Linked DNA regions of Zea mays: region 2 is linked to region 1. The links are chromatin contacts, called in public Hi-C maps. All regions are on one chromosome and are shown on one strand. The core of a region is the stretch at or near the end of the contact, and the rest is flanking DNA. Distances in the headings are between cores, read along the strand shown. Region 1 holds the start of LOC100281072. Region 2 has its middle 12 kb from the start of LOC103643023.

Region 1 (6,494 bases), core at 1,721-4,220:
TCACATCCTCTCTTCGAGATCGAGGTCGAGGCCGGCCGCACACGTACGGCATGCACAGCACAGCTGCGCGCGCGACGAGCTGGTGGCGGTATACATATACGTACGTACGTTCTTGACTGCATGTTGTGGCCAGCCGGCACGTACGGTCGGTTCTGCTAGCTAGCTAGCTAAGCTAGCTGCTGACCTCGTCCAGGTCCGAGCTCGACGCATCCGTGACGCAGCTGCTGCTAGCGGACGGCGGCGGCGACGCTTCTCGCTGCCTCCTCCTCGGCCTGTTGCCGCCCTTCTGGAAGACGCGGCAGACGACCCACTCTCCTTGCGCCTGAGCCAGGCTGCAGCCCTGCGTGGATATATAAGATGACCAAGACCAGTGACCAGCGTCAACGACAAGCGAAACAAAAGCGCGGGGCACAGTTGGTCTGTCAGTGGATCGGAGCATCTTGCTATTGTGCAAGCTGAAGCTGAAGGGAGAGACTATACTGTAGACTCTGTAGTCTGGTGTGTAGCGGTCTACTAGCTGCAGGAGGCCGGCGCTGCCGATCAGAGAGCAGCTACAGCTACTACTACCACAGTGAGTGACGAATTAAGCAAAGCGATGTGTACTGTGCGGATCAATTCAATAGTCGATGTGTTTACTTCAACTCCATCCGATCGATGACCAGCGGGTACTGCTCGTGCACGCAGGTACTGTGCGGCGGCATGCGGCAGATGCATGCAGTAGTATTTGCAGGCTAATCAAGGCGTCGTCGTCGTCGTCGTCAGAATTAAAGTGCCAGCGGTTCAGGCGCTGCTGCTTCGGTTGATTGGTTGTTGGTTGGCCATGGACCTACCTCTACGGTGTGGTGTGGTGGTGGGGCGAGGGACAAGCAGAGAGAGATCACGGCGGAATCCGGCCGGCCGGGCGGCCGGTCCATCTGAGCTGCAAGCAGCAGTACTTACTGGTTAAGTACAGCTACCACTCGGTGTCGGCATAAATTTGCAACCACCAGGGCATATATATGTGCGATGTGATTCATTATCCGTCACCGTACGTACCCAAACCAGTTTTCTTCATCTTTTTTTTTCCCTGGACACCGACAACGAGCTTTCTTTTTCGGGTTCTTGAAATAAACCCATTAACCAAGCATGATTTTTCTTCTTTTCTTTAACAAGATAAAAGTCTCATACAGGAGCACATACATAGCTTAATTAACATCAGCAGGTTTGCTCATTCATTAGTGGACCAAGTTTATTAGGGCTAATTGAAATTAATATAATGGAGAGAGAGAGAGAGAGAGAGAGAGAGAGAGAGAGAGAGAGAGAGAGAGAGAGATGCCCATACATAGCGTGATCATGCCAGAACGACATGTCCGATTAGTAGGTAGGAAGATGCCAAGATGGATGTGTGCCAGAATGAACCACCGTCTATCTACTCGCAGGCCGGCCGGCCGAGCTATTCTATCAATTTCTATCCCCAGCATCGCTAATAAACTCACCTGCTACTGCTAGCTGCTTCATCCCGGCCTCGCTGTACATGCATCTCATCATCTCTCTAGGCGCTAGCAGCTAGCTACATGTTCGTGATATGATCCCTCTCTTCTCGTATCCCTCAAAAAAAATCATCCCTTCTCGTAATCTCACAATCGATCTCAGGTAGTCAGGTACTGCTGGTATCATGTCACTAGCTAGCTAGCTAGCTAGATGTTTGCAGTTACTGACCTAATTAGCGTAACTTTGAGGGCTTAATATACCCTATATATAATACTCTATTACTGAGTCCCTGAACTTTGCCACTGTAACCAGATCAGTCATCAAAAGATCTACATGCATGACTTGTTACGTATGACTTCTGAGGGGGAGGGAGGGAGGGAGAGAGAGAGAGAGAGAGAGAGAGGCAAAGAGGTTGAAGCATGCACGCGGCGTATATGGAGAAGAGAAGAGTCACTCACGTTCTTGTGCAGCGGCGCGGCGAGGCGGTACTCGTGCATGACCCAGCCGGTCTTCAGGGCCGCCGACGGCAACGCCGCCGTCTTCTTCCGGCGGCGGGGCACGAACGTCATCGCCCTCTTCACGCCCACCAGGAGGCTCCCTCCGCCACACGGGCGGGGCAGCACCACCGGCTTCTCCTTCCCCGACGGCTTCCACCGCCCGCCCGCGGCCGCCCTGCTACCAGTACCAGCGCCGCTGCTCTTGCCGCCGCTCGCCGGCCGCACCGCGAAGAAGTATTTCTCCCCCTCGCTCCTCGTATCTGCTGGAGACAGGCAGCGCAAAAGAAGAAGAACAAAAAGATTGGACCTTTAGTTCTTTCTCTCCTAGTCCTTCCCAGCATAGCAGTGACAGACACAAACGATAGATGTTCGTTGGAGGCGTCATCGCGTGGTGGCGTGTACTAGTACCAGGGGCAGAGACGGCGACGACGTCCCAGGGGTCGCGGCTGTAGAGGTCGCGGAAGACGGGGATGACGGCGGCGGGGAGCGGCACGCCGATGGCCTTGCGCCGGAGGTACTGCACCACGAGCTCCTCGTCCGTGGGGCGGAACCGGAACCCCGGCGGGAGCTGCCGGAGCGCCTCCACGCCGCCGCCGCCGTGCCTCACCAGCACCGGGGCTCTCTCCGCCGACATGTCCCCAAAGAAATTCCTTTTATCACCGACTACTGCTACTGTGCTGCTGCTGCTGCTACACAGCTAGTACACAGCTAACGAGCTAGCTAGCACGCACCTGCGCGTGCACTGCTAGCTAGCTCTAGCTGCCGCTACGCACCACAGCTTAGCTCTAGCTGCTATAAGCTACCTACCTCCTGCCAGTTTGGCACAGGGGCAAGCAACTGTAGCAGCAGAGCTCGAGCTTGTTCGGTCACTTGGCGCGCGCAGGACGCGTGCAGTTGCTCGGAGCGTCCATGGCGAGCCGAGAGATTGAACAGAGAGACAGGGAGGGAGAGACTGAGAGCGGTTGGGGGAGGTCTGCGTGCGTGTGTTTTCCAGGGTGAGGAGGGAGGCTCTGGAGAAGAGAGAGGGGAAAAGGGCGGCTTTATAGGGTGCCCTGTTGCGTCGATCTTACTCCATCTATCCTCCTCCCTTCCTCAGCAGGCAGCTGAACGTCTGTACGCCATCGATCAGGCATCCAGCCCGGCCGGCGAAGTCCACCGTCGCTCGCGCGCCGGTTTCGTGAACTCCTTCCAGAATCTCCCACGAAGCTAGATGTGAATTGCAAACTACTGTTACTTGCTCCATGTCTTTTTTTTTATTTTACCTGTAGCCAGCGGGTTACAAATTACAATTCATCCACCGATACTGAACAGTAGAGCGCTCTGAATGTTCCGTGAACTACTGCATCTTACTCATCAACATCTTTTATTTTAAACTTTATTCTATAAACAATATTATCTATAGTAAAATAAAGTATTTTGTACAGTTATATACACGATCTGTTGCTCATAGACTAAGGTCATGTTTGCATCCCTTTTCTTCTCTACCGCCTGGCATCTAGCACTGCTTGGCTCAACGTCATACTATCGTCCTCCCAATCATTCCATCACCCCTCTAGCTCCTTCAATTAAATTGACGTCAACCCCTGAATTCCATGTCACGCATGTCGAAATTGGCTTAAGGCTCTATAACTACCCTTGATCTCTAGATAAGGCGAGTTGATGGATGGCGGCTTAGTACTTGAGCTTGAGTAGAGGTAGAGCTAGGCACTGGTTTAGGCAAGGAATTACTGGCCTTGGACTCCATGGTGATTCGCATTGCGGATGCTAAGAGACATCACAACGATAGATGAAACGACAATCTCTCCCTTTGCTAAATTCTATCGCACATCATGTGTAGGGTTTATAACATTTTCCTGATAGTAAAAGTTATATAGTGAAAATCTAGGATGCCAAACACATACTTTGTTTTCCAGCGGCTAAAACTACATAACCCAATAGTCTATAACTTTGCTAGCAAGGTAAAGCACATAACCAGGGTTGCATAATATAAATGTGAAAGCTTAAAGTGTGTTAGAGATCACTAGTACAGAGAAGTTCTATAGTGGCGGTTGTAAACCTATTTATAGTGGCGTTTTTCGTAACCGCCAGTGCTAGGGGCCAGTAGAAATCATCATTTTTACAGGCGGGTAACTGAGGACCGCCAGTGAAAATCGATTTTCACTGGCGGTCGGCATAATAAAACCGCCAGTGAAAATCGATTTTCACTGGCGGTCGACGTAATAAAACCGCCAGTGCAAATCGTTTCCAGAAAACATATTTTAAAAATAGTAAAAAAATTATTTTATTAGTCGCGGCATTTTTCGCGCGCTACGCGGTTGTTAGTGTTCGAACCGTCGACCTCACCCTCGCGCATACCCTCCCCTACCACTCCGTCTATGACATGTCTTGTGTCTAGTTTGTAGTTGTTTTCTTCACATATTACAACCATTTGAGTGTAAATTGCTTATTTGAGACCCTAAACGAATTCAAATATAAAAGTTGTCAACTACAAAGATAAATAACTTTTGAAGTTCTACAACTTTTATTTTGACACTTTTTTCATCCGAGGTAGTTTGCAAAATTTGAATTTTAAATTTGACATACTTAGATTCAATTTTTGAGAACCGAAATGAGTTCAAATAAAAAAGTTGTCAACTACAAAGTTTCATAACTTTTAGAGATCTACAACTTTTATTTTGATGGTTTTGTCATACGCGGCCGTTTGAAAAACTCGAAAAATTAAGGATAAAAATGATTTCTAGTGGCGGTTCCTTAAGAAAACCGCCACTAGAAATCGTATTTCTACTGGCGGTTCCTTAAGAAAACCGCCACTACAAATCATGGATTTCTACTGGCGGTTTTCTTAAGGAACCGCCAGTAGAAATACGATTTCTAGTGGCGGTTTTCTTAAGGAACCGCCACTAGAAATAGCACAGTCGGTGGATAATCGAATCCGTCTGTAAAAATATATCGTCCCCGCAGGCTTTGAGCCTTTTTCTACTGGTGGATATAAACTATTATTGGTACATCAGTATTTTTACAAAAGAATCAAGAAAGGTGTAGGCTTTCCTCAAATCGTCATTAGAGCCTCACGCAAGGTAACTCTGTGGCTATTACCCTGGACCTTTTCGCTGCATGCAAGTGGTATTGTAGCTAGGGATGGATGCAAAGGGGGGCTGCTGGCCTCGCGCGTTGGGTTAAAAGTAGTAGGAGTAGGTCTTGAAACCAGCCTAAATGTGCTACTCCACAATCTAACACGTATCAGCAACGACGACATCTAACAGGACAATATAATCTTTTGCCATCTTTATTGTGTGGTTGTCACAAAAAATGTCATGGTAATGACTCAGCTAAAAGTGCCATCTGCAAAGACAGAAACAAATTAAATGCCCCATCTGACACGCGTGCGCCACGACATCGGTCTCGTCTCAGTCTACGTCCTAACCCTAGTCGTCCGATACATGGCAACTGCGCTACCCGTGAGTCGTTGGCTCGTTGTTGTATGTCTGGTAGTTACCCTCCATCTGCTCCATGGCACATGTCTAGGCTCTATATCGACAAGTGGAAGTGGCTAATTGACCAAGTTGCCCACTAGAGATGGCAATGGGCTTCGATCTCCGATTCCCCGCGGGGAATTCCTCCGTTAGGGGATGTGGATGGGGAAGGTTCTCCCCCCGCGGGGATGTAAACGGGGAAAAATCCTCCCCCGACGGGTAAACATGGAAAAACATTTCCCATCCCCGTTCCTCGTAGGACCCATTAAACTTATATATGATGATGTTTTCATGTAATATATAATGATAAAAATAAATAATTATATTGTTAAGAGGTAATTCGTTGTACAAATATGTTTATTTTGATGTACACAATGATTTCTAACATTAAGTGACAATATTTTGAATTAATAATAAAGAAAATATGTCATGATTATAATTTAAGCGGGGATGGGGATCCTTGACGGGATTTATCCTCGCTGGGAACGGGGATGGGGAAGAAATGCCCCCCCGCGAGGAACTTTTTTCTGTCGCGGGGACGAGTATGTGGAGCCAAAACCTAATAGGGAATTCCTCGTTGCCATCCCTATTGCCCACAACAAGGTATCAGTCGTATGTTGCTAGACCACCAACGTCATGGTTGGCCGGTTTAGTAACCCCTTCTTTGATCCATTTATAGATGCGCTATTAAGTATAGCATAGAGCCGGTTTAGTAACCCCTTCTTTGATCCATTTATGGATGCGCTATTAAGTATAGCATAGAGCCGGAGCCATATGGATGCCTGTCAAACATGGCCTAATTACATGCTATCATGCAACTATGCAAGGCACTAGACCCAATTTACTACTACCTTCGTTATTAAATATTTGTTTTTGCTAGTTTTTGGACTAAAACGGTGAAAAAAAACCCAAGAGAGTACTAGACAATCTGGGTCTAAAGCAAGTAAGCAACACACATAAACAAACCACGTCATATATCAATACAAAGTAGAGGGACGTCCTATATATTATGCCGTGAACACCGGCCGGTACTGTAAGATGCATGCCAAACGGG
Region 2 (6,232 bases), core at 3,152-5,651, 110 kb before region 1:
TGCAAGAACCACATGTAAGATTCTATAGATTATAGGATAAATGGAAAAATGCTAGCAGCACAGCCTGTAATCACTTTCACCAGATGAACAAAGACATGATCCAAACTAGCATCGCCGAAAGACATACTAGCTAGCTAGGATAGTTTCCACTCCGTCGTTGATGTCAGATAAGCAGACATGAACAGTCATAAAACCGATATCTGAAATGCAAGCTTAAATTCACTAGCTTTTCTTAAAAGGGGCCTTGTAGGAGCAGAGCAGAACTACTCCAATCAAAAACCTGTCATGATACTAGTATAATCGTTACTAGAAATAATCTTTTAACAATTTATTATTTGCAACTGATACACGAGGCATGTTCCCTCGTATTATGTGCATCCAAAAGACATGATTATAGTTCAAGTTCCTCGTATTTAACATATGTGCATCCAAAATACATGGATGTATTATAATTCAGGTTTACTGTCAGTTGTGAATGCCCAAAAGCCAAAAACAACGCCTGAAACCCAACGTTCAATTCTAGGAATATATAACACAATTCTAATACACTATAATCATCACATTATGCATGTATTTATCATTCAGAGCTAATCTTTAAAATTTGGAAGACATCCCTATTTTTGGAGGATATCGGCCGAACGGTGCATCATCGCCATTTCCTGCCGTCCACATACCAACGCGACTGCTATCATCCATTGATCGATCTGGTAGCCGGCCTAGTTCGCTGAATGCAGCATCCAATCCTGCTGCCATGAAGAGTTCGGCAGCGTCCACCATACCACTCACCCTCGTCCTCCTCGCGAGGGCGGCAGCATCCGACATGACCGGCGCCAGCAACTACCTCGTCTACTAGTTATTAACTAAAAATGTACTACTTCCAAGTTCGAACAGGAGGCTGGTAAAATCTAGAGTCCAGACTTAGCTGTGCCATCTACTAATTCCAAGTTCGATCCAGATCCATCTTCCAAGTTCGATCTAAGGAGAAACTAAAATCGCTGACGCGTAACCTACTTGACATCGCTGATCTAGATACTAAAACCGCTGATCCAGAAAGAAACATCCTTCTACCTGACATCGCTGATGCCATGGACGACGAAAGGAAGAGGAGGAGGACGTGCTTACTGGTGAGAAACCAGCCTTGTTGTGCACCTCTGTAGGATCCAGGCTGCCATTGTTGTGCGCCTGCTGCTGTAGCTTAGCGTGCCGCCGCCGGCCTCGCCTCACAAGAACTAGGCGTTGCCCTTCTCGTGCTCGTGCCTCCGCGTGGAAACGTTCCACGCCTGTCGGTGTTTGGAGTCCGACCGCGCACCCGGGGTTACCCCTCGAGGTGCTTTTTGGTAGGACGGCGTTGTTGACTGTAACTCAATGGTTCATGCGAGACACACGAGAGACGGTAGACAATTTTCTACAGGTTTGGGCCGCTTTGAGATGCGTAACACCCTACTTTCTGGTGTGGATCTTTATGTGGTGGGTTACAAGGGAAGTCTCCAGTATGGAGAAAGCTAGTGAGCTGAGTAGATGATCGATGAATCTGATAGGGTACCTCTAGGCCTTATATACTTGACTGTGGGGCATTACATGCGTGTATGATGACGATGTATACCTAAGTAATAGTGAACTCACTAAACTTATCTTTCTATAATCTTGCCGACTTATCCTTATTTTGTTCCGACGTCCGAGGGCGCTGTGCGGGAGAATCGGACCAGCGCCGTGGATAATGTTTGAATTCAACGAACCGCCTGGGTCTAAGTCTGCTTCTTCCTCATGTCGGCCCATTCCGCCAGCAATTCTTCCCTGGCCCACGAAGGGACGGCCTTGCGAGACAATAGACCCAAAGCCTTTCGCGAGGCCTTTTTGTCTTCTAATGGACCCGGGGATATACGTCCCCCACAATGCCGCTGCGGCGTGGGTGAAATCCCGGGCCAGACTAGGGGAAATTGACTGAGAAAAATTTGGGAAAGAAATCCAAGTGGGTTAACCGAACACAACTCTATTTTGGGCTGGGAAACTTTCTAGGCCGAGGTTATCCACGTGGACTGGGCCACGATCCCGGCCAATACCTCACTAACCGAGCATGGCCTAAGGAAAATGGGAGTTCAAACCCCTATGCTCCTGTTCATTTCAGAAAACTACGAAAATATGGCTTCTTTGTAGCATTGATTGAAATGGTCTAAGTGTTTCTGCAGAATAAACATATACTCATGTGTATATTTGAATATTCAGGAGCCATACGTTTGGAACATACAGGATCATTTCATTAATAATATAAAAGTGTTCCTTTTCATTGTGAAAGACTAACATATTCCATGCATTACAACAATTAATATCTGTACTCTGAAACAAATCTTGCACTTGAGCTGAATATGACACTTGCATTACAATCCTATGACAAGTACTACCGGTCTGCGATGAATATATGATCCTAGAACACGAGCACTAGGTCCATCTACTCTGGAAAGATCTTGACTCACAGTAACAATCCTCTATGAGTAGTAGCAGTATTCGTTTTTGTTTCCAGCTTGTCTGCTTCTTTTGCTTCTGCTTCCCCGTGGCCGGCCCTCGCAAACGATCAATCGGTCACTTAATTTGGGCCCCCCCTTCCTCTCCAGACCCCACCTCCAGCAGCCGTGCTGTACGCCAGTATAAAACTCCGCTGTTGCAGAGGCTCGAAAGGGAGAATAATGATCCCACGCTCAACGGTAGGCTCAACCAGAGTGACACCAAAGAATTGCAGAGCTTCTACCAGCTCTACTACAAGAAGTACATTCAGGCGCTTCAAAAAGTTGCTGGTAAAGCCGACAGGTCTGCCTCTTCCTCCTTTATTCTATTGCTATATGATTCACCTATTAGGCGTTCCATATATATATATATATATATATATATATATATATATATATATATATATATATATATATATATATATATATATATATAAATAACCATAAAATCATTACTGAACCAATTGATCAATGCATCCCCAGGGTTCGGCTCACCAAAGCCTATCAAACTGCCGCCGTGCTCTTTGAGGTCCTCAACAAAGCCATCAGTGTCTCCTGGAATATCAAAGCCGACCAACAAGCATCGCTACCACCTTTCTTGCTGGAGTACCAATTTTTCTCAAGATTGACTACATTTGTAGAAAATGTTTGCGAGACTTAAAAATCAATATATACTATTCCTAAAGACAAAATCAAATACTTTATATGGACTTGTTCAGGACAGCTGAAATGAGTAGATATGTTAGGAACTGATCAGTGATAACTGCTGACAAGGGAGACCATAAAAGTTCTTTATAAGCCTAATGGAGCCTATGCATTATATGCTAGCATCTTTCTAGAAATGAGTAATGCAACTTAGCAGTTCCAACTCCAAATACCAGCATTTAACCCAATAATAGAGTCAATCTAGGTGTGTGTTTAACTGCCAGGAACTAGCAAAACTTTAAACTGATGACACACCACAGCCACAGGTTCGAATGTTGGATGATTGATTAAACACATATACAAACCATAAGCGATGTGCACTGTCACACATTAGCATTTATCGAAAAACTACCCTGCAAAAAAAATAAGTATTTGTTCAAAACAGAACACGACTTGGGAGATCTCACCACTGCCAAAGCCACCTCCCTGGGAGTGGGAGGCACTTCCAAAACCACCACCAGATGAAGCTGCACCAGGCAAAACCACCACTTTTGGAAGCAAGAGCAGCAAAACCTCCACCAGTAGCAGCGGCGGCAAAACCAACACCTGCAGAAGCAGTTGGTGTGGTGCTGAAAAGCCCCCACCTGATACAACACCAGCAAATCCAGCATTACCTGAAGATAAATAAGTAAAGCAACCAGATGTAGGGAAAACGTTTTTTTTATCATCCATTAACGGCTGGACAGACTGAGCGTCTTAACCAATGTGTCGAAGTCTTGTTGGGCTGCTGCATCGTTCATTCACGCCAACACCAGTGGAGTAAGTGAACCTTCATCACAGAATTTTGGTACAATACCATTACACACACACACTCAACGTTGAGCAAATCTGCATATATTTGAGGTGCTCTATGTATACTTTCCCTCGGCAGCTGGACACTGCAAATCTGCAGGTGTGTTCTGTCCCAAGATCTGGAACAGTGGCTGATGAAGCGCGAGTGTTACTGTCTGTCTCAGTTGATTCAAACAACAGCTAGGACCGCTCTGAATTAGAGATTCAGGATGGCAATTCAATGTTTCTCAAACTAGTCCTATTCGGCCCGGCCCGGCCCGGTCGACACGCCGTTTGCATTAGCCTAGTGATGGGCTGTTGGGTTTATTTGCACGTAGGCTGTATTTGCAGCCCGACGATCCTGTCATCCGGTCGTCAACAACACATGATGGCCCATGCTCACTGCCCGTCCGCAGACGAAGACAGGGAGGGTATCAAGTCTTAATAATAGAGCGATATGATTACCACACAGCTAATCATCCTGTTCCTCCCTCTCCGTACTACAACGCACGTACGTGGGCCCGGCATGCGCTGCTAGCTATAGGTCTCATGAGCTTCTATATATATATAGGTAATATTGTAATGTAATCATCGTTGCTAGCTGTACTGGGAAGACGACGAGCTAGACGTCTCACCGGCGCTACCTGTCGGACGCACGAAACCAAACCGCGCATGCATGCATCGCCCAGCACAGCCACTGGAGAGTAATCCGGTCCCCCATAATCTCTACGGGCTCCATAAATAATTTCTCCAGGGGATCTCGTCGTGAAATGAGAATGAATGACCAGCGGAGTGAGAGACAGCACTGACGATGATAATTAGGGATGAAAACAGGACGGATACAGTCGGATACAGGGTCATTCCGTATCCTACCCTAATGTATTTCTCTCGGATACGGGACCGGATACGGGTAGTTAAGATTCGGGACGGATACAGAACGGGATCGGGTAATAATCCGGACGGGTAAGAAACGAATAACAGATACTACTCGGGTAGATACCGGATAATTGTCGGGTAGTTCGCTTCATCCGATGATATTAATTGACCAACCATCCATAAGTTAAGCAATACATAATCATGTATATGATAGATCAGATGTAAGAAAGGAAACCAGTAAAATTGACATCATGCAGTTCAAAGTTGCTTATCATAAGGACATTGTAGAACCAACACCGCAATATTTAAAATTCATAAATATTCTAGTTTTACTAAAAAATTGCAAATAAGTTACAAAAACTAATAAACATTTTTGAAAGGGAAATAGACTTTAAACCTTTTCCTAACTGATTTTGGTGGTTCAAATGCCACACACAAATAATTGGACTAACTAGTTTGCTCTAGAGTATATGTTCTACAGGTGCCAAAGGTTCAACTCAAAACCAATACAAAGATTAAAAAGGGTTCAAGAAGAAAGGAGCAAAGGAAACCGAAGTGCTCCCTGGTCTGGCGCACCGGACTGTCCGGTGCACCACCGGACAGTGTCCGGTGCACCAGGGAAGATCGACTTCAAACTCTTCACCTTCGGGTTTCCCAGGCGCACCTCCGCTATAATTCACCGGACTGTCTGGTGTGCCACCGGGCTGTCCGATGCGCCAGCGGAGCAACGGTCATCTGCGCGCAACGGTCGACTCTGCAAAGCAAACAATGCAAATCAGATGTCAGAGCAGACGGTCAGAGGGGCACCGGACTGTCCGGTGCCACATGAGGATAGAGCCTCCAACGGTCGACCAGCTCCAAGCCCTAATGGGAAGATGACGTGGCAGCTCACCGGACACTGTCCGGTGGCGCACCGGACACTGTCCGGTGGCGCACTGGACTGTCCGGTGCGCCCATCGCCAGCAGCCTTCTTCAACGGCTACATTTTGGATGGTGGCTATAAATACCACCCCAACCGGCCACTTCAAGGTGTGGGAGCCCAAGCAACATTCCAAGTCATCTAGTTGACATACTCAAGCCCTCCCAACCACTTCTATTCATTGATCCATCCTATACACAAGATCTAGACCACTACAACCAACACAAGTGCCACAAAAGATAGAGCAAGCAAGAGAGAGCTATTCATTTGAGTTTAGCACTAGTGCCTTGTGAGATTCATTGAGAGATAGTGTGTGCTACTTCTTTGTGTTCATTTGCGCGTGGAGTTTTGACTCCCATTGAACTTCCTCCAAAGTTTTGGAGGCTTGTAAAGCTAGCAAGAGACACCAAAGAGTGTGGTGATCCTTGTGGGGTCTTAAGTGATCCTTGAGAAGAAGAAGAGC

What was found. A called contact is a pair of places that touch in the nucleus more often than the background predicts.
Region 2: a contact with region 1 is called in a Hi-C map of tassel, with 2.3 times the contacts expected there. The contact joins the enhancer-like site here to the promoter of LOC100281072 in region 1. A contact is called at or near these places in 4 of 25 Hi-C or Micro-C datasets (leaf and tassel).

What each region holds. Positions count from the first base shown.
Region 1 is chr1:199,509,191-199,515,684 of Zm-B73-REFERENCE-NAM-5.0, reverse strand. LOC100281072 reads right to left here and starts at 2,970. Exons shown (of 3, transcript NM_001371973.1): 1 at 2,376-2,970; 2 at 1,929-2,230; 3 at 1-340. The coding sequence starts at 2,601. The coding sequence ends at 173.
Region 2 is chr1:199,619,155-199,625,386 of Zm-B73-REFERENCE-NAM-5.0, reverse strand. No RefSeq gene overlaps it. Among protein-coding and RNA genes, the nearest start is that of LOC103643023, 12 kb to the right of the region's middle. Within about 2 kb of position 4,401, at least 15 of the 20 cell types and tissues checked have an H3K27ac peak or open chromatin away from gene starts, as enhancers often do. A contact at or near this core is called in leaf and tassel, where this site is marked.